Regions from separate parts of the Danio rerio genome. Here region 1 is linked to region 2. A link is a contact called in public Micro-C data. All regions are on one chromosome and are shown on one strand. Each heading gives the region's core, a stretch centred on a gene start, on an enhancer-like site or on the middle of the called end of the contact. The rest is flanking DNA. Distances are from core to core; before and after follow the strand shown.

Region 1 (2,700 bases), core at 135-2,634, 180 kb after region 2:
AGCTGTCGGTCAAACGCTGCTTCGCCACACATGAATTGCAGCACCAAATTGTTCTGCCAGCAGCGCTGTTGTTCATATATGTGTCCTATAAGATGGGGCCTTACTCTCTTTATCCCCGCCTCCTCCAGTAGTTTGTGTACTGCTATTGGCTGGAGCTGAAAGTAAATACTTATGGTGGGAGTCGAGACAACAGGCAATCAGAATAGTCTGACTTTATTCACTCATTTACAGTGTTTTAAAGACTAAACGTTTGCAGTTTGACACCATTTTTTTTTTTGTCTAAATTAGATCAGAAATATGTCTTTAGCTGTTTATTGTAATATCTTTAAATAAAGAAATGATTTACAAAAGTAGCTAATAAAAATAAGAAAATGTTTCATCGTAAGAAATATCGTTATCGCAATACTCAACAACAATATTGTATATATTTTTTTTCAGTGTCACGTAGCTCTAATTGTAAGGAATTCAGTCTTACGATGAAAAAAAAATCCATAAAATTTACTGTAAAAAAACGGGCGCTGTGGTTGCCAGAACTTTACTGTTAACAATAATACAGTAAAAACTGTAATAATTCAGTCTCATGATCAAAATATTCATAAAATTTACTGTAAAAACGCTTTACTGAACTTTACTGTTAACAATACGGTAAAAACTGAAAATAATTTTCAACATTTTACAGTAAACTACCGTATTTGTATTAATTAATTATTACACACCAGTGTTTTGAAGTACATCTACACATCATTTCCCTTGATATGCAGACAGAATTCACAGACAAAGTCTCATAATGAATCAAAGCTTATCACAAACAACACACAACTACTGAACATCATCACAGTAACACACGCAAAATTAAAAATAATGGAATAAACATTATTTATCAACATTAGATGTAACCTAAAACTCAAATGTACATCACTAATGAGGGGAAAAAAAACTAAAACGAACCACAATAATGTTAGCATAATAAAAAGCATAAAAGTTTTTAAAGGGAATTCTTGGAAGGTCAATTTATGGTTATTGGACGTTAGAAAACGTATCGTTAACCTGGTTATGGATTATTATTGTAGCATTGTCATAGCATTTTTCATTTTTTTGCTAGCGCCTGATCTGATGTCATGATTAGCATGTATTGCTGTTGTGCTAAAGGTCTGCTAGCGTCTGTTAGCATGATGAATCTCTCTTCTGTCAGCTCTGTGGATCTGCTGTCTCCTGTAATGGCTGGTTTTGGCTCTTTCTTTTCTTCTGTGTTTAGAAACGCTGTCAGGTTCAGAGATTGACAGAGCATTTCTCCAGCTGTCGGTCAAACGCTGCTTTCCCACACACGTTTCACCGCACCAAATTGTTCTGCCAGCAGCGCTGTTGTTCATATATGTGTCATATCAGTGGCGTTGATCTGCGGCGGCCTCCTGTCAGCGTTCACTGCAGATTCCCTCACTTGTGTCTGTCTGAGCAGGTTCAGGCGGGAATGTTTTGTCTCGCCGTGAGTTTATTCGACAAATATGTCTGAAGACAACATGAATCAACATATTCTGTTCATATTCAAGTTAAGTAATGTGTATTTAATTTTGTCTTTGCTATGAAGACAGTACATTATATTTTACTAGTAATTTTGCAAGATACTAGTATTTAGCTTAAAGTGACATTTTAAGACTTAGGAAGGTTCACTCGGCCAGTCATTGGACAACATTGGTTTGTTGTGTAGCCAATCAAAAACAAATTATTAAATTTCTTTAGGGCTGTAATGATATTGAGCCAAAAAGTCTACGTATATACAAGAATTTTACGCTTTTTTTTAAATTATGTTAGTTGTGTAACGAGTGGAGGGACACAAACAACAGAAGTTTGGATCCACATGCAGGTTTATTCAAAGTCAGGCAAGCAAAGGTGCTAACAGATATACAAGGGAAGTCCAGAATCGTTGTCAAAAGATCAGGCGAGTGGTCAGAAGGCAGGCGGCAGACTAAGATGAAAAGGCTAACAAGGCAAGGCAAGGCAAGGCAAACTTTATTTATAGAGCACAATTTACACAGCCGTAGTTGATCCAAAGTGCTTTACAATAAAATAATCTAGACAATAAAACTAAAAAAATGATATTAAAAATACAAAGAAATATATTTAAAAGTAATACTAAAATACAAATAATAAAAAATAACGTGCATGCATCCCTCAAGGTTCAAAACACAAGAAAACAAGACTAGGAAAACGTGTTGTAGTGTTACTATACAGATAACAAGACTCGGCAACGTGAATGAGTTAGTGTGTTGCTTAAATAGTGTGTGCAATCAGTCTCTGACAATCCTCAGGTGGTGCGAGTGTAATCAGTCTAGATGAGGAAGCATGTGTGAGCGGAGTGCATGTATGAAAATGTAGTCCAGAAATAGCGGAATTGTAGTCCATGGTTATTGTGAATGAAGTCCAGCGATCTTATAGAGTACGCTGGTTATCATGACAAGTTGTGAAACAAATTTTTCATTCAAGCATTTAAGTAACTTTTATTTTATTTAATTTTAAAAAGTTATGTTATTATAGGCTTTTTCATGTATATCATTTATTATCAAACATATTTATTACACATACATTTAAATACATTTTCATTTGCATTTATTAATGAATTTGTTGTATTTTATTTTATAAAAATTGGGAGGTGGCGTTGAGTGCCTTAGTGCTCCTCACCAGTGCCGATATACAGCTCTATCG
Region 2 (2,700 bases), core at 139-2,638:
TTAAGTCATAAAAATGACAGAAAAAGTACTTTCAGTTTATTTCCAGGTTATTGTCCTTTAATTTACAACATAAACCCAGACCTCTATGACTTAAACTATTAAAAATGTCAATAAAAGTGACTTTTTAAAAGTTTTTAATATCAAAAGTTGTTTGAGTTCTGCTTACAGTGCTGCGGAAATGTGGAGATCAGAGAGAAATGGCAGCAATAAACCTAAATAAAGTACTAAAGACAATATTTGAGGGCATGTCAGATGGTAAAATCAAAGTATTTTGATATGAAACGTGGTTATGATAAGTTTGTATTGTTATTAAGAATAGAAATAGTGGTATTCTAATCTTTTTGGATCTACACTCTGAAAGATTATTCATTAATAGCTTTTATATTTTATTATTTACTGTTTTTATGTATATTTACTGGTGCGAGTTGCATTATAGGACCTTGATTTCTCTGTCGACTTTTGTTTTTAAAGAACTTAACGGTGCTGTTTATGAAGTAACGTTTAATGCCATTTTAGCAGTTTTAAAGATTGTATTATTCAATTGATAATATATATAGAGAGGGTATTAAGTCTGAAAAATGACAGAAAAAGCACTAGCAGTTTATTACCAAGTTTTTGTATTGTAATTTACAACATAAACCCAAACTTATATCACTTAAACGATTAAAAATGCCAATAAAAGTGACTTTTTAAAAGGTTTTCAATTTCAAAGGGTGTTGATGGAAAGATAAAAAAGCATAAATAAGTTAAACAAACAAACACATGAATAACAAAACACAGTTTTAACATTTTTTGATTATATTATATATTATGCACCATATTGTATTTTTAGTTGTGAAAATAAATAAATAAATAAATAAATAAATAAATAAATAAATAAATAAATGAAAACCTCCAGACAGATCAGGTATTCAGAACGGAGGCTATAAAAATAAGCAAAACCTCCATTTACACTATAGGAAATTTCATAATTATAGCACTTTTCTACTCTTCATAAGTTTTATATAGCTAATATTTTATAATCATATCTCTTCATACCACATATTTACCACAGTGTCATAAGATTGCAATATTCAAATACTTTGGTAATATAGTACTCCAATATGTTTAGTATAAGTAATACTACACTTGCAGGCTACACACGAAGAAAATACGAGGTATGTCAAAAACAACCTAATACCACGGTACTTTTTATAAGTGCCAGACCAGAGCTTTAAAAGTAATCATAGATTTGGAAGAGCTGCCATTTTCACTAATCTACAGTAGATTAAAAGCACTTGAAGCTCCAGCTCTCGCTTCCATCAGGTCTTCGCTTGTTCTGTGGTTTAAAGCTCTCAGCGTGGAGAAGGGGAGGAGACACACACACACACACACACTCTCACACATACACACACACACACTCACTCACAGCTCCCCCGTTCCTCCGTTCGCGAGTCACCGGGTAGGAGGCGGCGAGCGCGACCAGACCTCCAGGTGTGTGTATATGTATGTGTGTGTTCCGTTTACACCTGGACGGATCATGTGATCAAATACCTGGGCGTGGAGCGTTCAAACCTACAGCGTGTTATTCGGTAACGGGGATTCTGGAACCGCAGATCTCCGTCTGTCCGCGCGTGAGTGACATGTGAACTTTCCGTGCACCGGGAGTCTATTCCGCTCATTCTGAGGGAAATCTGTGCCCTGGACACCGCAACTACCCGACTGCCTAGGTGAGTCGGTGTGTGTTTTGCGTTTGACGTGCAGTGTGTTTTGCGTTGTAACCTCTAAAAGACCGTACACAGCAGTTCACGGTTGTGGTTTCAGATGGGACGCGCATCCCGGACTGAGACGCATGTTGCATGTGGATGTAACACTGCTTTATTAAAACAAGCGTGGGTTGTTTATTGTTTATTTCCTCCAGTTGTATTCAGTATCCCTGTAGCATGTCATCCACTTACCCAGCATGTGACTTTCAGGTGGACCAGCTACTATTTTCTGAGGTTGTGGTTCGTCTCGCGCCAATTTCTTGTGGCGCCACTATCGTTAACCGTCAACTGTGTTGACGTTTCGCGTTTGTTTGGAAGTCTACGTTTAATTTGCTTAGCAACGATAGCTGTCTGCTTCCTCCGTCAATATACTGTCCGTTATTGATAACGGAAAGTGCTCGAAGTAGCTGGAGTTACAGTAAGTGAAAGTGACTTACCAAAGGTCTATTTAGCAGCCTGACTAGCTTACTTTTGTACTAAAGTACTTCGAGTTATCGTCAAGACACCTTTTGTTCGGGTTTAAGAGAACCAAAACTGATCCTCAACCTGCTATTAATTGAATGTACTCATTTAATGACTAGTAGTTTGTTTCTTAGCTAGGTGACTTGCCACTATCTCAACAGGTGAGTGACTGTCCATTTGTTGCTGTTGACAGTTTCAGTCTTGCTAAAATGAACTCTGCTTTTGTTTCTCAGTGGTTTTAATAGTATATCCAGTTTCTAAACAGCATCTGATGTGTCAAATCATCTTATAAATGTTGATAAATTGACAGCTGTTTGAGAAGTTACATCAGGTACGTCCACCTTACATCACTTCTAAAACAGTAGGCTAGTCAAAGTGTGGCTTTGTTTCGGCAAATATTCATTAACTCAAATATCATGTCAAATGGCAGCCTTAAGTCTTACTTCCTTTTAATTATTTATGCTATACACCCTGCTTACCATGACCTTGATTT

What was found. Hi-C and Micro-C count contacts between places; a contact is called where the count stands out from the background.
Region 1: a contact with region 2 is called in a Micro-C map of caudal fin, with 2.5 times the contacts expected there. The contact joins the enhancer-like site here to the promoter of plxnb2b in region 2. A contact is called at or near these places in 1 of 18 Hi-C or Micro-C datasets (caudal fin) and 1 of 4 datasets of contacts at active chromatin or transcription factors (embryo).

Annotation. Positions count from the first base shown.
Region 1 is chr25:6,204,732-6,207,431 of GRCz12tu, forward strand. All of the region lies in intron 3 of plxnb2b (plexin b2b), which reads left to right. Among named protein-coding and RNA genes, the nearest start is that of tubgcp6, 150 kb to the right of the region's middle. Within about 2 kb of position 1,385, at least 3 of the 62 cell types and tissues checked have an H3K27ac peak or open chromatin away from gene starts, as enhancers often do. A contact at or near this core is called in caudal fin, where this site is marked.
Region 2 is chr25:6,020,645-6,023,344 of GRCz12tu, forward strand. It overlaps plxnb2b (plexin b2b), which reads left to right and starts at 1,389. Exons shown (of 39, transcript NM_001423669.1): 1 at 1,389-1,709.